Regions from separate parts of the Mus musculus genome. Here regions 1, 2, 4, 5, 6 and 7 are each linked to region 3. The links are chromatin contacts, called in public Hi-C, promoter capture Hi-C and targeted proximity ligation maps. All regions are on one chromosome and are shown on one strand. The core of a region is the stretch at or near the end of the contact, and the rest is flanking DNA. Distances in the headings are between cores, read along the strand shown.

Region 1 (3,193 bases), core at 10-2,509, 330 kb after region 3:
CATTTTCTTTCATAGTTTTTTTGGCATTTGACATTGGTGTTAGGAAATTCTGTGTGTGTGTGTGTGTGTACACCTACATACCTACATTGAAGTTTTTCTATTTGGAGATACTAACTTGAGTGCCAGTGGAGGGCTTATAGACAGAAAGTTCTTAAACCAAGCCTTCCTTTTGAGAAAGCAAACCACTCTGCTGCAAGGACTTGACAGTTACACTTAACTACTTACAAAGCCAGTCTTATAAATTAGTAGTTAAAATACTTTCCCTCTAGAAATAGATTTAATTTATCTCTTCATAAAATATATTGTTACCCAGAACCATTTGGCATGGGCTAGGTATGATCTGATGTTAGAAAGGCAGAGGAATTTTATTTAGTGTAAATAAAACTGAATAAACAATGCCTCCTCGTAAAATAACACATTGTCACAATTGGATCCTTGAGCAGAGTTGTTGTCTATTGGCTTTGTCATTGTCTGTAGCTTACAAAACTCAAAGGAATAAATTATTTATTTAGCAAAAGAGGGCTTTCATTCTAAATCTGACCATTTGCTACCTCCAAGTTGTCTCTAATAAAGTGGGCTTTTACTAATAACACCAAGCTTATCATCAGTAAGATGAGCCACTTGAAGGTTCACCGAGCCACTGTCAAGCATGGAAGAGTATTAACCACCTATAGAGACAACAGTACTGATGCTCACAGGTGTGGAGGCACACAGGCTGTCTAGAGATTGTTAAATACTTTCTCTGTGGAATAAAGGTGTGTGTTAGCCTCCTATAAAGAGAGAGTCGGTTTGATTATAGGCATATTTATTGAAGCACTAATCAAAAAAGGAAAGCATTGAGACTGTAAGGTATGGCTGTATTTATAGTTCTCCTGCAGCCTGAGTAGGCAGTCCAGGGAAGAACAGCGGCCTGTGAGCAGTCTGATGTCCTCATGTCAGACACCGCAGCCCTTCCTTAGTTCGGACTTCAGGGCAGGGGAGTATTCCCTCTCTAATGGCTTTGCTTTGGGGTCTGCTCTATTTTGTGCAAATCGGACTCGGTTGACTTCCTCTAACCGTTTGGCTCAGCCCTCAGTAACAAATGTACAGTGTTTACTTTTCAAAAACCCCTTCTAAGTCTGTGATAGGTAATTCATGAAATTAACATGATGTTGCTTCATCTAACAAAAAGAGGCTGTGTCACTCCCAAGAGAGGCAGCTGCTGATAAACCCCCAAATCAGCCCTTCCGTGCTGTTAAATCGAATGCCGATATCCCAGTGCGATACATTTACACGGTACAATGTTGTCACTAGACCTTAGAGAGCTCCTAATTGCTCACTCATGTCAGAACTTGGTATTTGAAGTATTTCCTGGCATCAATACTTAGAAAAAAAAAAGAAACAATAAACCTTTTAAGGCAGAATTAAGATTATTTACGACTTTAATTAAAAATTGGAAAACTGGCATGATTTCAAAAAGGGCTTTACAGAAATGTGAATTCATCAAAAATAACCATAAAAATTCCAAGGTGATAAAGGCACAGTGGAGTAATGGTCCCAGCCATAGGGAATTGTTTTGCTGAAAAGAATAAAACTCTATGCTGTCACACCCTGTTAGTCATGGACTTGCTTAATATACCCTGCCTGCCCGCCTCTCTCTAATCCTGTCTTTAACCTCCCCCTAGATGCTAAATGACATTATTTTGGTCTTAGCCAGTTTTATGAGGCCCAGCTCGGAAATTGGGTTCAGTAACAAACACCCGTAAGATAATGTATATAAGGAGAAGCAGGTTGCTCCTGAGTGGTACCCTGACCACAGGCATATGGTCCTTCCTGGCACGTGACCCGTTCCACCAGAAAATAAGATGGACCTGGAATCTTAGCCAAACATTTCTCAAGATGTTTTAAGAAAGAAGAAGGAAAAGACCAGGGGAGCAGAGACAGTTTGGCTTATTGCATACAGAGAGTAGTTTCTCTTGTTTGCAAAAAGCAAGCAAGCATACACACACATACACCACATCTCACCAGCCAGCAGGCACCCAGACTTGTTCATCTGATGTACGCTGCAGTTCTTGAATGCTTTGAAACAGGGGCGCACCGATAAAATGAGTAGGCAAGCATTCAAGCCACCAGAAAAGGTATTCATTGGGAATAGAATTTAGCCTCCAGAGCAAAAGGTACAGAATCTGTCCTTCAATTCTTCCCGATGCGCGAGTGAAATACGAGAAGACTAGGGCAGATGAGCCACTTGAAATTCTTCTCAAGGCTGTGAGTTTTATCAGAATTTTTCATTTTCACCCTGGAAGTACCAGGAACATGGTTTTCTTCAACCCTAGCCTGTTGTCAAAATGGACTTTAAAAGAAAAATGAATACAAGCAATGCCTGAGAGTTAGAGGTGACGTGAATCTTCATCCAACCCGCACTTGCTTAAAGATTCTAAACTTTACGAATTATTAATGTTTGTTAGACATTGACCTTTGATTGGCTGAACGTCAGTGATGTTCACTTTCATGACCTCAACACCAGCGATTGCAGTTACCTACGTTTATATTTCGTACTTAGAGTGAGTTCTGTCTGTATTCTGGCTGTGCACAGGCAGTTTACTTAATGCAGTTTTCTTCAAGTGAGATGGGTAATTCTTTAGACTGTTAAAAGCCGCCATCTTTCTCCAGAATCTCCCCGAACTATAAATGTCACGGGGGAGCCCATGGCTTACTTTGCATTGTGTAGTTCTTGGAACCATGAGAAGATAGATGGAAATAATACTTCCCTGTAAATTGGAGTTTGGAGCATAATGGTAATGAAGCTTTTTTCCCCCATCCTTTGTTTTCTGCTTTGATCTGTGGGGTGGGGTCTTAGTCTGTGGGGTGGGGTCTTTGGCAGGTGGTTTGTACATTGAAGTCCTCTCCAAATTCCACAGTTCCTTGTCATTATTTGTCCTTTGTTCCTTTAAAGGAATCAGTTAAAAATCATCAATAGAGTATTAGGAATTAGCCCATACCACAGTTTGGCCTTAGGATAATAAGCCAGTCCAACTCTTCTGTCATGCTTTAGTAACACTGCTATAGTGGATGTGTGTGAGGAGGACTCTGTTATAGGGATGATATTCAGTCAGTACAGAGTTGCCTTTTTAACAGCTCACGAACATCTGTGCATCGTCCCATTGGTGATAAACAGTGATAAGCGACTAACTTCACACCTCAGAACGCTGGC
Region 2 (3,046 bases), core at 486-2,985, 510 kb after region 3:
GTCTAGCTCTGCTCTGAACCTAAACCTCCTCTGGACAATAATGCCTCTTTGTTTTTTATTGTTAGCTTGTTTCTCTGGAGGGGCCAAGTGCAGGACCGCTGATTGGCCCTCTAGAGATAGGGCCTCTCAGAGCCTGAGACAAGGTCCCTCATCCTAGGGTCTCTTCCTCCTTCCTTTCCATCTGGTCTCCTCATTTTCACTCACCTCGAGGGATGGCTGTGGCTATTTTCATTTGAAAGGCATAGTTAAGGAGGACACGGACTCCTTAACTTACATCCTCGATTGATGTATGACGCTTTGAGCTGGCTAACTGGACTATGCCAGTCGATACCGAATAAATGTTTGGACTAGTGCCTCACACTCAAATGGCAATCAAGTTAGCTCCATAAATGTCAGTTATTACTATAGAAACATTTGTGAGAAACACAGGCTTCTGAGGGTGAGGATGGAGCTGGTCATGACTGGCTTTTCTGCGAGGTCAGCAACTTAGTTTTGATCACCTGTTATTTGCCGCCCTGTTCTAGAACCTGTTTTGAATAGAATGTAATCTGGGCACTAAATGATCTTATTAGGTATGTTGGAGAAAGGATCAAGGTCAAAGTAAAATTAAACACACACACACACACACACAAGTTAAAGATAGAGAAAGATCAGTATCTTCAGAGGCAGAAACTTTGGAGTCATGGATTAAAGGCATGAGCCACCACGCCCAGCTTACCAATTTCTAAATAGCAAGGGCTTAATGAATGAGTGGGCCAAAAGTGGAGTCAAAAGTCTTTGACAGAACCATCCATCCACCCATCCATTTATTTATTTATCTTCAGTTTTTTAGAGAGTCTTTAAATGTTATATGTATGAGTACTTTGCCTGCATGTATACACATGAACCATGTGCAAACCTGGTGCCCATGGGTCCTAGAGAAGGGCAGGGGAAATCCCTGAAACTGGAGTTACAGGTGGTTGTGAACCATGGCCTAAGTGCTGGGCACTGAAGTTGGTCTTCTGCAAGTGCGACAAGTATTCTTAATGGCCGAGCCATCTCTTCAGCTCAGCGCCTTTTATTTTTTTACTTTTTTTTCTCTCTTGCTCCAAGATGTTTAGAGAAAATTAGAAAAGAAAAGAGGGTGTCTTTCTTCCTTTTCTTTTCAATTATGCTATTAATATAGCACCAGCCTTGCTAGATGTGCCCGGTGTATTTTCTCAAGCTTGTAACAACCGAGAGCGAGGTTGATATTATCTTTCTCTACCCATGAGAAAACACTTTCAGAGATTTTCAATAATTTGCCCAAGGTCACACAGTTAATAAGTAGCTGAGCTGAGATGTGAAGGAAAGGGTTTTTCACACTATGCCAGTCTGCCTCAGAAGCCAATCATCCTATGTTTGGGACAATAGAACAGATAGGGAGTCCAAAAACAACGAACGCCAGCCCCCTACATTTGCCCCAGAAATCTAGGGTCCAGGTGTGTAAAGGGAATGGATCAGCACAAATTCCCAGGCAGACTTGAGGTGGAGTTGACGGAGCCAGTGTGAGCTTCAGTGTTCCAGCCCAGGGCTCTTTCCAAAATACCACATCGAGAGTTGTTCTTAAACTGCTGGGACACTTGTTACATAATGTTCAAATTTATGTAGGAATGTGACTAATCCACATTTTTTTGGTGTTTGATCAGATGTAGAATATAAATGAGGCAAGCAGTTAATTGAAAGACTCAAGCAGCGAGAGAGCTGGAGAAGGCTGGAGCACAGACCCACAATGAAACGCAGGCCGTGTGAATATTTTCTCGTCTGTTATGGATCTGAGCTACAGTTTCCTCCATCTGATGAGATCAGTTCCATATTCCAGCTAAACAGTTGCAGAGCTGTGTGGCATTCATGTCTGATTGAGTAGAGGATTCGGTAATTACGAATCTTCCCGGCTAATAGCTTCGTGTGCTAGTCAAGCAAAAATTAAGTGTTTGATGTATCCCTACCTGTCTCCAACCAACTGTGGGCACTGATCGGCAAAGCACTGATCAAAGCAATTTGTCCATCACTTCAGAGTTCCTCTCTTTTAAAAAGTCATTATTTAAAATTCAAGGTGGTTTGTTGTTGTTGTTGTTGGTTTGGTTTGGTTTTTTTTTGCTTGTTTGTTTGGTTTGTTTTTTTGCTATAGCAAAGATAGCAACGAAGAGAATTTACTTTCTTAAGAAACACCTTCCATTTGAAGAAGCACAAAGACTTGTAGAAGGGAAATACATATTTTACTCCCAGTTTTGTGTCCTTTTAATTATAATTACTCCAGAGCTCTGGTGTAAAAATCTAGAACATTTAACTAAAATAGATGCAACAGATCTCTGGCTGAATGCAGCTGAATGCCTCTTTAATATATTATTACCCTCAGCTTCTTTGAAATGTTAGATCATAGTCATCAAAATGGGAAAATGTTGCGGTTCTTGGTTGTTGACACTGACCTGAAGCTTCCCAAGGCTAATCATCTACAATGATCGGTTTATGAAATCAAGTCTTCGTGGTCCAAGATGGTGTCCTCATGGAGTAGAAGGATTCACTGTAGTGTCGACCAACATGTTTGCTGGTGACTATGCCCTGTCTGTTTCTATGCAACACCTCCTTGCTCTGCAGTTTTCCCTCCTTAGACCTTCCTGGATTCAGCAGTCTTCATCTTTGGCCTGATCAGAGAAACTGCTGTGTTTTCAAGAGTTTCAGCCAGCCACACTGGTCCCACTCTGTTTCAGTAACTGACTGAAGAGCTGGTCGGGTAACAGCATTTTGAAAGTTGAAACATGGGTGAAGCTTTTGGCAAGGCTACCGGGAAAGAACAGACAGGCCATTTTCTGTCTCTGGCGGATATGGCCACGTGGCAAGGCAGCTTTAGCAAAGGTAACCTGTTCAAATGGACAGAAGTAAGGAGGCCATTAGAGGAGAAACTGGATGAGGTCATTCCTGTTGTACCCCGACACATCCTGCCTTTCTGCTTCCCGAGAAAATCAGTTTCTTCACAGACTAAGTCAGCCACGGTTTACAAAGTTTTCTGCTCTTCAGAATCACCTGA
Region 3 (2,950 bases), core at 438-2,937:
AAGACATGACTGGAGTGTGCCTGTGCGTAGCGCGGACAGGGAGCTGATGCGGAGAGTCGGCCCGCTGCCCTGCCTCCTCCTCCCAGGGCCGCCGCCGTCGCAGCCTCGCGCGGGCACACACACGGCCCTCCGGCCGTAGTTCCGCGCTCCGGCCACGGGCTTGGATGCGAGTTTTCCTTTCCGAAGGAGGCAGAGCCGGCGTGGAGCGCTGAGGGGGCTCAGCCTCCACCCACGCATCGCTAGTGTTGTCACGAGCGGGCTGGCCGGGAGAAGGGACTCGCTCGCCTAGCTTTGTTGTGGAAATCCGGTTACCTGGTAAGTGGATGCCATAGGAACTTTGTTCTGCAGGCGAGGGACAGAGAGAGAAGGCGCTAGAGAGTGTGGGGGCGGTCAAGCCTGGGGACGCAAACTCGGGATTAGAAAGAGTTTCTGCATGCCGGCTTGGTGGCATTCGCACGGGTTTGAGGACAGGAGCACACCAACTCCCCCAGACTCACAGGGCTTCTAGAGACCTAGGCACACCTTACCGAGGCTGATGGCAATACTCATTTAGCCATCAAACTGGCTGTCAGTTACCTAAGAGCGCGGGGTGTAGACAGAAAGGAAACCAACAAGGTGTGGAAGTTTCGTTTATGAGGGAGAGTCTCCGTGCCTTTTAACTGAAAATACAGGTACCAGAAGGTTACACAATCAGGGCCAGATACAGGGCGAGCACCGGGGTCCTACTTAGGGAAACTTTGGCAAAGTGGGGAGTGATGGGACTTTGAGGTCTTTAGCTCACAGTCGGGGTTGTAGTTGTCTTTTCGGCTTCCACGTGTTTATGGGGCGCCACGAAGGCTGTTTTTCACTTCTCCGTCTCATCCAAGTTGGTGTCCCCATTGTTCAGTGAGGTCCTCGGGTTTGGGGGCACAGCTACTAGTTAGGAGCGGTGCATCGACCCGCAGCCGCCAAGTTTTCAACTGTAACCTCCCACGCCACGAAATCGCAGACACATTCAGACACCTAGCACTCCCCGCCGGGTTTGTCACCTCGCGTTTACATTTTTATGGGCCGGGGACAAAATGTCAGCACTGTTTGGGAAATGTCTGTCTCGAGTCCCGCTTCAAGGCTCCGGTCCCTATAAATGACCCTGTGTCTATTTTGAAGTCGGTCGGGATCACTTTCTGGAAAGCGTGAGTGAGCTGTTGGCTCTCCTAGACACACACCTTGCCCCAAGCAACAGTTCCAAGTTACTCACTAGAGCTGACAAGTCACCCGGGGGACGAGAAACTCACCCAAGTGTCTGAAAACCTTGACCAGGGCGGATTTGTCATCCTACTATGGATGATTCAAGTAGGTACCTGGAGGAAACTTTTGGAGGTTTCCTTTTTTTTTTTCTTTTTTTGGCAAAAAGGTTCGTCGAGGTCGCGCCCTTAGATCTGGTAGTGTGTTTGGGAGGCAATAGCAAAACGACACTCGTGGGGGCAGGGAGGGTAGTCGCCCCGTGGTCCGGACAGGGTCACAGTGCAGGGCCCTATGTACCCCAGTGCGGCTCCGGGTGCTTTGGCCAGCAGGGTCCCCCGCAGCCCGGCTTCCTAACTGGCGGCCTTTCAGCCCCTTACTTACTCAGAAAGTGGTTGCACAACAGGAAGCCGGCACGAGTTTGTTTTGTTTTGTTGCGTTCTCTCGCTCGCGCCGCGGGAGGGGGAGGGGGGAGAGCGGGGGCGGTCTGGTTGCCCAGAGCACCGGGAAGGCTCCACTTCACCTCCGGACCCGCCCCTCGCTCACCTCCGGAGATCCCTGAGGCTAGGACCCAAGACCCCCCGCGGGGCAAAGGTGTGTGGGTGTGCCGTGTGTGGGAGGGTGCTGAGGACCCCAGGAGGGGTGTTCACCCACTGTCCCGGGCCGCACATCTTGACCCCGCACCCCTAGCCACTCCTGGTTCCTCTGCTCTGTGTACCTCCCTTCCTGGCTTGTCTTCCTTGACATCCGCTAGGTCCCATGGGATAGAGTGTAGGGGATCACTTCCGGAATTCTCCAGAGCAGTGCCCGCAGGGACTGCACTCCAGCAATTGCAATTGGAGAGGACACCTTTCCAATTCCTTAGAGCTTTAGGACTTCAACATCTCTTGAATTGGGGGTAGTGGTCTCAGGTGGCCCTAGAGTTGGTGAGGAAAGAGAAGTTTATACAGCTCCCCCCAGTGGACCAGTTCTCTGGGTTATGGGACCCAGAGAAAGAACCCCTGCCAAACTTAAGCATCTAGAAAAAACACTGAGGCTCACAGTGGAGAGCATTTCTTGGCCCGAAGGTGAACTCCAGACAAATGCAAACTCTCTTGTGTCCGTTCTGAAGCTTTGATGAGTCACGATTTCTTCATTGGGAAGTAGCCAGGCCCGGTTCCCTAAATGTCTCCGTGCCCGTTGGACTTCAATTTTTAGACTACGTTAGGAATTTTGATTCATTGTAAAAATGAATTTGGGTTAGTTTAAAAATTCTTACTCCTCCTTTTTCTCTTTGGTTTCCTGTGAGGCTACACAAAGCAGGTGCAGCCTGCAAAAGTTTGCAGAAAAACAATGAAGGCTGTCCCTGGAAATGATCTATAGAGAGAGAACTGTGTGAGAGGGCACCCCCCCCCCTTCTCTAGTGAGAACTGCTGACATTTAAGGCCTTTACTAGGATCTGCTACAGTGTTCATTTAGAGGAGCTCCAGCCCCTCCCCCTTGAACTGAAGGAGGCTTTCTTCCCATTCTTATTGCTACTTAGTTCGTGTCTTTTCTTTCCTGTCAGGACTCAGGCCTCCTTCAGAGTGAGTAATTACTTCTGTGTGCTCTGGGTGGATTCCCTGTCTCCTTGCTTCCCTTGAGGTCAGTTCAGGTAGAGTGGCTTTTCTTCACGCCATCGTTGGTCCATCCAATGTTTCCACCAGTTTCATTGGCGATTCTACCAAAGTTCTTCCGGTTAGCAGAGTTT
Region 4 (2,938 bases), core at 51-2,550, 420 kb after region 3:
AGATGAGAGGCACCGTGGTCTTACAACCAATCGTTTCTACTCTGCCGTATGGATGTGTTAAGGAAAGAGAAATCATAGCAAGGAACGGAAGTACAGACCATGCATGGCATCTCTCCCTGTAGTGGAGGCATGAGGCCTGGGAGCCAGGCTTTGGACTCATGGTGGCTTTCCATGTGACACTGCTTTTCTGGGTCACCTAAGTAGGAGGGATCCATGGAGAACCTGTGTCATCAGGGCCTTCTTACTAGGTCAGACCTACCCCAGAGAGACGTTCTTGCTATCAGAAGGCATGAGCAGAGCTAGGTCCCATGTAGCCCCTCAAAGGCCCTCCAGAATAGTCCCAATAGCCACTGGTCTGGGGACAGGGCCTAGAGTCATGACACATACTGGCTCCTTCAGAGTGTTAGGTTCCAGAATTTCTCCTCAGCATGAATGTGTTCTTGGCTTGCTTTGGCCTTCACAGTTCCATCTGTATTTTGAAACAATGAAAGCAGAGCTTGAAAACATAATTATTCCCTTCCATTCCTAGACCCTTTTAGCCCTGATGGGTAGCCATTTTCATAAACATCCAAATGGAAATTGTCATTCCAATTTCAAAACAATAAAGATTAGTGCTCCTGAAAACACACAACCCAAAGACAATTATTTTAGTCCATAAAAATAAAAAGGTCATTATGAATAGAGACATAGCCTTCATCCATTGTCATAACTCCCTAAAGGAACTACTTCAAAGCGTCACTTGTAATTTACTCTCTGATGGGCACACAAATGCCATTTAAATATTCCCTGGGCCTGTGAGATATGGTCCCTTACACAGGTCTCCACCACGTGACCCAGGTGATTCTTAAGTGGAAAACAAGGTATTTGGTAGACCTCAGCAGAAAGTCTCCGGACAAGAGTGTTGGTTACGTCCAGTGTCCTCAAGTGATCATCTGCCAAATGTACTAGCTCACTAATGCGAGCTTAGAACAGGGCTAAGCTGTCTCCCTGTCCCAGAGCTCATACCCCCTTCCCATCCCCTATTGCCTGGAAGTATTGACAGTGCTCAGTTGTATTACTTGGTGTTTGATTTGATTTGACTGTTTAGATCAATGTTGTTATTGCCATGGATAAAATAACAGAGACAGAGAAAACCAAACGCATTGGAGAAAATGGCGCGTGTTCAAATGAAGAGATTTATTTTGTACAGACAGAGAAGCGTCCTCAGTAATGTTGCTGACATAAAGCACTTTGGGGGGGGAGGGGAGTGGAAATCTGTTTTCCATAAATCACATAGGCCCTTGTACATTGTTCTATCCACTCATGTAGAGAAATGAGCTGCGTATATCATACTGGATATGGGGCCAGTTTGACGGTAGGGGCACATGTGGTGCTTATTGTCGTAAATCTTTTAAGGAATTAGGTACACTTTTTTCTATTAATATGTATAGTTTTACGATTTGTCACAGTTATGTTTCATATAATCATAAGTTATTTTGTCTTGTTTCATGAAGTCCTTTTTTTTTTTTTAATGTCAAAAGTAAAATGAAGGGATTGTATACTTGGCACAAAATAAAACTGGAAATCGAGGCTGCCCCTCCCGCCTGAAGCGCTCCTTCAGCGCGTCGGCTTAAAACACAATGGTAACCGGCGTTGTTTGTTTGTTTGTCTTATTGTTCTGTTCTCTTCTGTCACCAGCCTCCTCTGTATTGGGGATGGTGATTATAATTAAAAGCAGATGGGGGGGGAAGGGGTGTCCAAGGCCAGCTTTAAAATGCTGCATCGCTTTGGGCCAGAACTGAAGCCTGGATTTAATTATAGATATGAGGACGAAATGGCAGTAAAAATGAATGTCTCCCTGAATCCTTTACATGTTGGGAGTGTCCATAAATAAAACATGAAGTTTTATTTCATCACATTTAATTAAAGCTTTTATACATGTTTTATTGGTTATTCTATTAATCCACTTCACAAACTGGATAAATGTGTTTGAGGGCTGGGGGCAGGGGGTTATTTGTGCTTTTTTTTTTTTTTTAGGGGAGTGCTACATCATGCCTCAGCAATGCCTCGAGCTTGCTGCCCCAGGTGCAGGGCTTTCAGCGTGCTGGTGGTGGGAGCGGTGGGTTTTCACTCCATTTTCATAAAACCCTTTGGGGAAAGACACAGTACCAAGCAAGGATCAGGGGCAGAATCCCTGGTGCCCTGTGGGGACAATGGTTGCTGCCCTGGTGTCCTGCTCTCAGGAGGCTACCCAGAACCTTCCTCTACTGTGCCTCCTCTATACTAGTAACTCTCATCCTCTGGGGTGATATCCTGCATATCAGATATTTATGATTCATAACAGCAGCAAAATTACAGTTATGAAGTAGCAATGAAATACCTTTATGGCTGGTGGGTCACTACAACATGAACTGTATTAGAGGGTCGTGGCTTTAAGAAGGTTGAGAACTACTGATCAATACCCATTGCATCAGGGATGGTGGTCAATGTAGTCTGACACCCACCAGCCTATTAGCCAAGCACAGGAACTTAATAAGATTCACCCTATCGGCAGAGAGGGCTGGCACCTGTCTGCAGTCCAAAGAAACACTCAGGAAGAAAAGTTATGCTTGTGAGTTGGGGCCAACCTGGGCTGCATAGTTACATCCTGTCTTAAAATCAAAAGGAAATGTTCTTTCCGAAAAGCATTTGTACAGAGCTGACTCGCTTGCCACCTTTTTATGGCTTAAGATGACTTTAAGGAAAGCCACACAATGGCTGGGTACCTTGTTGGGTTCCTTGAGTTCAGAGGACAAGCATGTGACAGGATGAAGGAACTCCTCAGTTTCCCTAAACACCAGCTGCTGTGGATGGCACTTGTTCCATCCCCCAAGAGAACAGTGTGGCAGTAGGAGAGCTAGATGGTGACATGTAGATCCCGTGTCCCAGCAATGCCATTCCTCTGCCAAAAGTCTGAAGT
Region 5 (3,240 bases), core at 371-2,870, 390 kb after region 3:
GATAAAAGCAGTAGAGCTTCACTCTGACGAAAGAACCTTGGACTCTCTTTGTATTCTTCATCTGTCACCATTTCCACTCCTTAACTAATCCGTCTCGTGTGAGTCAGGTGTATCATGTGGTTTGGGGTATGTTATGTCCTCAGATTGTACTGGGGTCCCTAGATAGTCCCAACTTGTCTGCCCTGCCCTGCCCCCATCATTTTGTTGAAGATAGTAGAAGTACCAGAAGGAAAGACCAGAGGACCTACTAGCTCGTTGTGTCTTCTTGAAGTGAAACAAGAGAGCCAGAGGGTCTTAATTACTTTGTCTCCCAAAATATCAGTGTGATTGTGGGATAATGATGTAGGTCACCTTGCTGTTCAAATCCCTTCTCCCTCCAACCTGGAGGACCATAAGGACAGAGCCTTCTAGGGTTGGGTGCCAGTGTGGACTCCCATCTCTCCCAACTCGATGACTTCACAATTTCTCATTCCTCTCCCACAAGCTCAGAGCTACTGTGGAGACACAATAAGGACATGTCCCCCAGAAAATCGCCTCCATATGGGGAATCCTGGCTCATGTGTTTTACTAGATGTTCTCAGGGAAGTGCCAGGATTTGTTTGCTGTGCTTTCTCTGTGGGCCACTCAGCATCGCCTTTCAGGATAATCCCAGTTCAGAGGATGTGCTTAGAAAAGTGCGTATTTAACCAGCACAGGACACGCAGCTGCTGCCCTCCGAAGTTCCATAGAATAAAAATCTAAGTGGCCAGTCGATAGCATCCAATCACATCAGGTTTGCTGAGATACTCTGACCTGTTGGCTTTGAGTCCCCATCTTCCTCTTAGTTCCCGTGCAGCTCCTTATACTTCACAAGTGAAATGCAAAGTGAACATGGCATTTTCTCCCATCCTCTCGTACTCCCTTAACATAAATGTTGAAGCTCTTCTTTATAAGATACATTGCTTCAGGGCCTTTAGAATTAACTTTGTAAATGTGTCCAATGCACCTTCCCCTTTTCTCAGCTGTGTCCTTACACGAGAGACCAGCCTTGTGGAGTCAGTTGTCCCTATAAAATAAGTTATGCCACCGTTGATAACCTAGTACAAAATGAAGCTTTCCTTCTGCACGGGATAAACAGGAACTAACTAAATGTGTTCATGTTGATGAACTTCAGAGAGGTTGCATACTTCATTGCTAGTATGCTTTTATGCAGAATTACTTTGCTGTTTATTCTCAAGGTATTGAAAGACCCTCCCTTCTTTCTCTACCGTGGGTATCACTGTCCCACGCTGAACCAACAAATTAAACATCCTGTTTGTTTCTGTATGGACATCCCCACCTGCAAGGCTGTTTGTTCTCTCAAGTCTACTGTCCTTCACCAGTGTTAGACAGTAAATGCCATTCTAAATCTCATGACTCAGAACCTGCTAGTCTTCCCTCACAACAAGAAAATGAATATACAGTTGCCCAGGGTTCCTTGGTGATTTCTCTTTGTTTAAATACCAGTATATCTCCTTTCAAAAACCAGTACTCTGAGGTTGCGGCTGGGGATAGCACTCAATAGTGGAGTGCTTGCCTAGTGTATGCAAGGCGTTGTGTTCAACAAAAAAAACCAAAGACCCAACAATCTTGGGATTGTTACACATTACTACAAAAATGCCACAGTGCATTCCCTCTACGCCATCAGGAATGCTCTTTGCCCAGCACAGAACCCAAGCCGACCTCTCAGGTTCTGTGTTTCAAGGCACATTTGACCTTTGGGGTTTGAGTTATTTTACTCTTGGCAAGACAGAATGTATTGTTTAAGGAGACTCTGGTTAGAGGGGGGTCATAATAAAGGACCCGTAACACTTCTTGGACCTCAGATGTGCCTTACAAAACAAAATGTTTATGAGCTAAGTGTAAATGAGTCAGAAACATATGAATCGAATTTCCCCTAAAATGTGAACGGGTTTTAAAATTAGCAGGAAAAGGGCCTGGCAAAAGATGTGCTTTGAATTTCATAAAACCCAGAGGATTTGAAATGCAGTTTAAGAAGCTTGACAAACCCAAACTGTGACTAAGGTTTGCTTTGTTGGTGTCTTTCCCCTCCTCACCCCACCCCCCATGTGTCAGAGAAGCACTCAGTGGTTGGACAGGAGAGGGGAGGGTTATGAAGGGTTTTGAAAGAGCATAGTGTCATAGTTGTATAGGGCCAGAACGGGGACTTAGAAGGCTTTGAAGAGTTGGTCATGCTGCCTGTTGTCATCGTTTTCCCAGGTTTGCACCTCCGACTCCATCTCCTCACCACATCAGCCCGGGAAGAGTTCCAGCTCCTCCGTCACTGCTCCAGAGAGCACAGGCTCCCCACTCCCAGCAGCCACCAGGCTCACTCCTGAAGCCCTACCAGCCAGAAACCAACTCTTCTTTTCAGCCAAATGGTATCCATGTCCACGGTAAGCAGGAGCTGGTGGTCCTTGGAGTTTAGAAAGGCAGTGTTTTGCTGTTGCCTTTAGCCAGGTGGCCTAAGGACCAGATGTGGGTCTCAGATGTTCTGTTTTAAATCAAACTTATGATGTAGACAGCATGAAATGCTTTAGTATTTTCCTCAGATGACCTGACCTATAGTTGCCAGCCCAAGGAAATCATTGGTGTTCCCAGTGTTGTGACACTTCAAGAGAAGTCTCTAGCAATAGCACCCTGCTCCTGAGTGATCAGGAGACTGTGCAGAAGGAAGCCCCGGGAACATCACTGTCCATGTTGGCTGGCTCCTTCCCATGAGCCAAGCCAAAGCCTTCCCTGGTTCCCCTGTGTGACACCTCCCTGGTCTCCCCCAAACTTCATGTGTCCCATCTATATATCCCATCTTGGTTTTATTTCTTTGCTAGAACTTTCTTTCATTCTCTCCATCTTGTAGCTCATTTGAGTAAAACATATCATCTTTACTAGTACAGTCTTGCTTCTGAGGCCAGAGTTGTCTGACCCGTCATCATATCTTTTAGGGAACTCGACACATTTCTTCATGTCTCAGAATGACTATGCATATTCATACAGAAAGGAAAGAACATGAGGAAAAGAGCGACCACAGTGGCTTACGTTCTGGGCCAGGCTTGTGTTCAGCAAGGACCATACTTGAGGACTGAGTCTGCCTCTGTCTCTTTTCACTAATCAAACTCCTTTTGCCAGTTCAAGCAGAAATCCTAGTGAACTTCCACAGAAAACTGCAATGCCAAGCCATAAAGACTCCAATCGCCCAATGTTTTTGTCTCCTGTTGTCAGAAT
Region 6 (3,039 bases), core at 438-2,937, 450 kb after region 3:
ATCTATTGTCTGTCTGTCTGTCTGCATATGATTGTGTGCCACATATGTTCAAGGTCTTGAGGGGGTCAGAAGAGGACCTCAGCCGGCAACTGTAGCAGCTTCTCACACACACCACCAGCTCTACGAGGCTTTCCCATCCTTCCCCTCACAGAGAGGCAACTCAGCTCTTTATTAGCTTCCTTGGCTCTCAGGCTCTGGGGTCCCTTAAAGTCTGTTGTAGCCTCTCAGCCCTTTGTTATGTATTCTTTAGCATGCACATGCACACACACACACACACACACACACACACACACACGAGAGAGAGACAGAGAGATACAGTTACTATCTGTGTAATGAATGATCTCAGTTAATATTAGTAATTAAGATTAATATTAGCAATTAAGAATGGAATAAAACAACTTGTGTCTGACTTTACCAGAGCTATCACGAAAAGGGGGAATGTTTATGGTAAATGGCTACCAGAGGAACCACCTTTGTGAATTTATTATTATTCAATATTTTGGGCGTTTGGTTTTTGGAGACAGGGTTTCTGTGTGTGTAACCTTGGCTATCTGCAAACTTACTTTGTAGATCAGACTGGCCTTGAACTCATAGAGATCTGACTGCCTCTGTCTCCTGAGTGCTGAGATGAAAGGCGTGCACCACCACCAATTAACCTTCAATAAATTCTGATACTGTGGGAGGACACAGCTGTGTTCATCTTAGGTTTCTGAGTGAAGAAGTGAGACCCTGATTTCCCCTGTGACATTCCATACCGAGGATGGACACACAGATTCTCTAGCATGAATTTCTAGTGGCCCTCTTTTAAATGCCCTATAAGTGAACACATTGATAGTGGGACAAACCATTCCGTGCCAGTGTGTGTTCCCTTTGTATAGAATAATCCCTTGAGTCATCTAAACCATGTTTGCATTAAGGAGAGCAAACATCTAGATCTACAAAGCTGAGCATATTGCCATGGTGGCAGGGGTCACTATGCCTTCATCCAGCGTGGGCCTATGAAGGTCTATGAAAGGAGATGATAGAATTCTTGAATAAAAGTGATAATTACGTATAAAGTACTTACTATATGTCAGGGATGAGTTGGCACATATTTTTAGTTTTAAGCAGGTAAGTAAATAAGCTTGATCCTTCTCCCATCCTTCTGACAGGGGTAATGTGATCATTACTAGTCCACAGATGAGAAAACTTGAGTTGCAAAGGAATTCAAGAGCTTGTTCAAGTGGTAGAGTGAAGACTCAGTCCCAGGCTGCAGGCCTCTGATCTAGTGTTATGCTATAATGCCTCCAGGGATTGGTGACATCTTTGCTCTACCACTGTGATATTTGGTACAAACTACAAATAGCACATCTGGAACGCATTCATCTGAAGTCTTCTGAGAAGCTATGTCTCGTGGCTTAGAGTTGCTTTGATATTAGAAAGCAAAGCTAAACAAAATGGGAGAGGAAAAAAAACAACATATGAGGGATATGTGATGTTGTTTTGCAAGCTACACAACAAAGTGGTGTCTTTAGCCTGGGGACTGACCAAGGGGACAGCCGAAAATCCACATGGCTGCTGGAGGGTCACTCCAGTGGAAATGCACTCCTTAATTGGCTCAAACAGTCTTTTCAGAACTCTGTCTCTGCAGTCTCAGCTCTTCAGCCTTTATTCATGCGAACAGCCTTGACAGATACCAGACGTGCGGCAGAGAGTGGGGAGCGAGCTGCCAACCCTAGGCATCATGCTCTTAAACAAAGGAGAAGATGACAATGTGGCGAACCCTTCAGCGCCTTCTCCTTCCTCAGTTGTCTTCCTGTGTTCGGTCTGAGTCAGGCATTCTGTCTCACTAACGAGCTTTGTCACCTATGTGACGGTCTCCATTCCAACACAATTGCAGAGCTTACAGCATAAACTAGAAGGCCACATTGCACACACACTGTCTTTGTTCTTCTCTGACAAAGGCCTGGGAATTTGAGAAATAGTGCAGGATAGATCCCACACACCTAGCTCCCACTGCTGACCCACTGGCTATCCAAAAGTCAGAGTGGATCCTTGGTTGGACAATGGTGAAGTCATTTCTCCAAACCAAGCTTGTCCTTTAGGGAGAAGCTCCCCTCTGGAATCATCTAGGGTTAGTTGGGTACCATCTGAAACACCAAATCCAAGAGTACTCGGCCACCCTACCTTTCATTAAGTCTTTCTGTGTGTAGAATCCCTTTGTACTCATGGAATTCCAAGACTGGAGTGCTCATCAACAATCACTAGTGCAAACAAACAAACAAACAAAGCATTTTAAAATACTGCCTATCCAAGCAAGCTGTGGCACCTGAGAAGAAAGCCTGGTGCTACCTGTAACCTGGCCTATTTTTGCCTCAAAGGCTTCTCTTGCCAGTCTTCATGCTGTCTGATCCTCAACACGTCTGGCTTGTTTGATCCATGACACTGGTTTCACTCGCCCTTGACTGTTTCTGGTCTTCTAACCATCCCCATCAGAGACTGTCTGCTCCTGACTCTCATGTGGCCTGCAGCTCTCCTATTCTGTGACCTCTCTCCAGCTGCCATGAAGGTGATCCTTCAGTTCGTAATTGCTCCTGGCCCAGGCTTACTGAGCATTTTCCCCTCCTATTGATTACAGTTTTTATTTCCAACTTCTCTTTCCCAGAGGTAAAATGTGGCTTTAATGGTTCCACATGGCCATGGCAAACACTCACACCCATCTCTTCCACTACCAACTCCTTCGAGTATCCATTGCCTTAGTGGATAGCTTATGAACAAGTTACATGGATGGATTATGAATGATCCACAGATGATCAGTTTGGCTCAATGGCTACCTCATTTATTGTATGCTGTACTGTTTATAACAACATCCATGCTTGATGTAAAGAACTTAAAGTTTGAAAACAATATAGAAGAGTAAAATCCTTACTCTCGTCTCCCAGAGACAACCAGCTTTAACTAAATGGTAAGGGAAGGTGTCTGAGTGTACACACATTCGTCTCAGCTCCACAGGGAACAGTCTCTAGAACCCCACACAGATAACAGAATTTACAGATGTTT
Region 7 (2,844 bases), core at 336-2,835, 470 kb after region 3:
CAGAAGGCAAGTCCATGGTCATCATGGTGTGGGGACGTGACAGCAGGTAGGCATGGTCCTGGAGAAGTAGCTGAAAGCTTACAACTTATCCACATACGTGAGGCAGAAAGATTGCCTTGAGTCTCAGAAGACTTTTGGACTTTTGAAGTTAAACTAAATACATTTTTTGCACTTTTCATTAAGATATGACCATGGACCTATGGGGGCCAGGGAATGGAATGTGATGGTTTGAGTAAGAATGGCCTCCAATGGCTCATATATTTAAATGCTTGGTTAGCAGTTGGTGGGCCTGTTTGAGAAGGATTAGGAGGTGTGGCCTTGTGGGAGGATGTGTGTCACTTCACAGAGCAGGGATGGGGTTGAGATTCTAAAGTTATAAAAGCAAACCAATTTCTCCTTTTCTCTGCCTGCCGCCTGTAGGACAGAGCTAAGCTCTCAGTTACTGCTCCAGTGCTGTACCTGCCTGCCTCCTGCCATGTTCCCTGCCATGATGGTCATGAACTCTACCCTATTGCTGAGTTTCTTCACAGCAATAGAAAAGTAAGCGAGATATGGGACTTAGTTAGCTTTTGTTTGGGAACGCTTTTACTGTTTTCCTCTGTGTTTCTGTCCCACCCTCTCTCCCTCCTTCCCTCCCTTCCTGTATCCTGTTGCTTTTTCACTGGATTGACATTTAATCCTGAGTTACATCAGACATATCCTGGAAACAAACAGAGGCGTTAGGAACAGCCACATCTGCAGGAGCAACCAGTCTAGACATCTTTTTTATTTTTTTTTTCTGTTCCTGCTATATGTGGGTTGGGGGAGGGGTCCTTGTGAATTTTGGTTTCCTGGAGGGCAGCACAAACACTTGCCTATAGACCTACCAATTCTTCATGGCTCCTGGCCTGACCATGTGTCATGAAGAAGATCGGGCCATCCATGAGAACTAACCCTATTGAGTTGTTCCAAGAAAGGGGAAAGGACTTCCTGAAATGTGTGGGTCATCTGCTCTGCCCTGTTTTAAATTTCCAGAGAATGTGGCAAGCCATGGAAGCCAGAAGGTCACCTAGCGAAGTTAACTCATTTAGGTAGTCGGTTCATCTGCAATGTGTTATAGTTTGCTGCTCAACAGCGAGCAAAGGAAAAGCTTAGCCTGGCACAGACATGCTGCCTAATCTCTGTTGATATTGGGAGGGTCTGCAGCTCATCAAGTGGAAAATTAGAATTTAATGGGAAATGACTCTCGGAAAGGAATTGAGACATCTTCTTGTGTTTTACGTGTTATAAAGTTGCATGACTTCCAACTACTTAATTACAGAGCTATTCATTCCCCAAACATGTGTTGAGTAACCAGTTAGTGTGTCTCCTTAGTTTTCTTCAGAAAACAAAACTCATGAGGGTGCCACTAGGAGAGACTCCCCCCATCCCAGTATGTTCTCACTATCATGTAAGCATTTTTTTTAGATGGCTAACATTTAGGTAAAGACATATTTTAATTAACTAATCTGTTTCTCATGCTATTGTGAGGATGGAGCTGTAGATTGAAGAGAGCCCAGCCTCTAAAGGCAGAGTCGTATTCTATTCCCAACACTGCCATCTATCAGCCTCCTAGACTACGGTGAATCACATCCTGTCTAAGACTCTAATTTCCCATTGAAAGAATGAGTTGTTACAATACCCATCACACAAGGGAAAATCCAGTGATAAAAGAAATCTCTACTATGGTAACATCTATCAGGCACATAATAAATGCTCACATAATTGTATCATTACGATTTAAATAATCTCACCAGACATAACTCTTTGCCAAACCAAAATGAGCTCATATTTGTCTCTGCCCCAGTCCCACAGCTGTCTCCCTTCACTTCCTAATGAGACTAGCCAGGCACATACACAATGCTCTGTCGCATCTTCTCTGATAAGGTCTCTAGCTCTGAATCTTTTGTGTGCTCTCTTTACTCATTGTTCATCCCTAGTAAAACTATGTCATTGAGTTTTTCTTGCAATGGGTGAAGGCACTAAGAATTGAGATTGGTACTGAGTTAGCTGTCAGAAAAATTGTCATCCCTAGATGTTCATGGGAGATTTGGCTTAGGGTAACAAGATACCAGGGTGTTCTCATCCCTTATGTGAGGGGGTATGGTATTTGCATGCAACCTATACACATCCTCCTGTATGCTTTCTATTACCTCTACATTTCTTGAATGTCTCTTCCAATGTCAATGCTATAGGAAGAGTTCTCATGCTATAATATTGGAAATGATGACAAGTTTGTACACTTCAGTGCAGATGCAAATATAAAAAACAAACAAACCAGTAATTCTATCCACAGTGGGCTGAATTTGCAGATCTGGAATTGAAGATATAGAGGGCTGGCTGCACTTGTTTTCTCAGTGAGCAAGTCATGTAGCTGAATTGATAAATAAAACCATATAGTAGTGTGCACTTACACTACTCATCTGGAGGACCTGTGTGTGGTGTGTTTGACAATGGGACTCGGATCCTATTGCACCTACCCTAAAGAGAGCCAGTAATGTGAGAATCTCAAGGCATTTCATGTTAGAACTGGGTGGGTGGAGAACAATGAGCTGGGTAAAACCTGTCAGGGGATTTTGAGGTGACTACCACATGATGACCAAGATTGTGCTCACACCCTCCATGAAACATTGTTCATTCTAGGAAATATGGTATTTAGTGATTATTGGGGTTTTTTAAACATATATTAGGACTTACCTAACTTTCTCTAGATTGAAAATGAGGTTTCTAATGATGACCATTTTTATAGGTTGACACACACTGCTGCAAACTATTTGTGGGTGGAGTCCACGTCTATGACCTTGTCTGTGAGGTTGAGCTGCTGAA

The links. Promoter capture Hi-C pulls out the DNA fragments that hold promoters and counts their contacts. Hi-C and Micro-C count contacts between places; a contact is called where the count stands out from the background.
Region 1: a contact with region 3 is called in a promoter capture Hi-C map of cranial neural crest, with 3 times the contacts expected there. A contact is called at or near these places in 6 of 39 promoter capture datasets (cranial neural crest, frontonasal cranial neural crest, maxillary cranial neural crest and 3 more), 3 of 130 datasets of targeted methods (embryonic midbrain, kidney and pancreatic cancer cells) and 1 of 9 other capture datasets (embryonic stem cells).
Region 2: a promoter capture Hi-C map of hippocampal neurons shows a contact between it and region 3, with 11 times the contacts expected there. A contact is called at or near these places in 17 of 39 promoter capture datasets (the 3T3-L1 cell line, 3T3-L1-derived adipocytes, cancer-associated fibroblasts and 10 more), 8 of 484 Hi-C or Micro-C datasets (the AML12 cell line, embryonic fibroblasts, embryonic stem cells and 4 more), 20 of 130 datasets of targeted methods (the NIH/3T3 cell line, bone marrow-derived macrophages, embryonic basal ganglia and 13 more) and 2 of 9 other capture datasets (embryonic stem cells and pancreatic islet).
Region 4: a contact with region 3 is called in a targeted proximity ligation map of craniofacial prominence, with 6 times the contacts expected there. A contact is called at or near these places in 9 of 39 promoter capture datasets (the 3T3-L1 cell line, 3T3-L1-derived adipocytes, cranial neural crest and 5 more), 1 of 130 datasets of targeted methods (craniofacial prominence) and 1 of 9 other capture datasets (embryonic stem cells).
Region 5: a Hi-C map of muscle stem cells shows a contact between it and region 3, with 2.8 times the contacts expected there. A contact is called at or near these places in 6 of 39 promoter capture datasets (the 3T3-L1 cell line, 3T3-L1-derived adipocytes, cranial neural crest and 3 more), 3 of 484 Hi-C or Micro-C datasets (adipose-derived mesenchymal stem cells, muscle stem cells and pancreatic cancer cells), 6 of 130 datasets of targeted methods (the NIH/3T3 cell line, bone marrow-derived macrophages, embryonic fibroblasts and 2 more) and 1 of 9 other capture datasets (pancreatic islet).
Region 6: a contact with region 3 is called in a promoter capture Hi-C map of the 3T3-L1 cell line, with 6 times the contacts expected there. A contact is called at or near these places in 5 of 39 promoter capture datasets (the 3T3-L1 cell line, frontonasal cranial neural crest, hippocampal neurons and 2 more), 1 of 484 Hi-C or Micro-C datasets (nephron progenitors), 4 of 130 datasets of targeted methods (the NIH/3T3 cell line, embryonic midbrain, forebrain and 1 more) and 1 of 9 other capture datasets (embryonic stem cells).
Region 7: a Hi-C map of muscle stem cells shows a contact between it and region 3, with 4 times the contacts expected there. A contact is called at or near these places in 2 of 484 Hi-C or Micro-C datasets (muscle stem cells and nephron progenitors) and 4 of 130 datasets of targeted methods (embryonic forebrain, embryonic hindbrain, embryonic midbrain and 1 more).

The regions. Positions count from the first base shown.
Region 1 is chr19:28,349,952-28,353,144 of GRCm38.p6, reverse strand. All of the region lies in intron 6 of Glis3 (GLIS family zinc finger 3), which reads left to right. Among named protein-coding and RNA genes, the nearest start is that of Gm35866, 13 kb to the left of the region's middle.
Region 2 is chr19:28,170,585-28,173,630 of GRCm38.p6, reverse strand. No RefSeq gene overlaps it. Among named protein-coding and RNA genes, the nearest start is that of Rfx3, 160 kb to the right of the region's middle.
Region 3 is chr19:28,676,961-28,679,910 of GRCm38.p6, reverse strand. D930032P07Rik (RIKEN cDNA D930032P07 gene) reads right to left here and starts at 1,687. Exons shown (of 5, transcript NR_045330.1): 1 at 1,606-1,687. It overlaps Glis3 (GLIS family zinc finger 3), which reads left to right. Exons shown (of 11, transcript NM_175459.6): 1 at 1-315.
Region 4 is chr19:28,257,838-28,260,775 of GRCm38.p6, reverse strand. It overlaps Glis3 (GLIS family zinc finger 3), which reads left to right. Exons shown (of 11, transcript NM_175459.6): 11 at 1-1,925. Among named protein-coding and RNA genes, the nearest start is that of Gm35866, 100 kb to the left of the region's middle.
Region 5 is chr19:28,282,826-28,286,065 of GRCm38.p6, reverse strand. It overlaps Glis3 (GLIS family zinc finger 3), which reads left to right. Exons shown (of 11, transcript NM_175459.6): 9 at 2,239-2,414. Among named protein-coding and RNA genes, the nearest start is that of Gm35866, 80 kb to the left of the region's middle.
Region 6 is chr19:28,226,414-28,229,452 of GRCm38.p6, reverse strand. No RefSeq gene overlaps it. Among named protein-coding and RNA genes, the nearest start is that of Gm35866, 140 kb to the left of the region's middle.
Region 7 is chr19:28,202,657-28,205,500 of GRCm38.p6, reverse strand. No RefSeq gene overlaps it. Among named protein-coding and RNA genes, the nearest start is that of Gm35866, 160 kb to the left of the region's middle.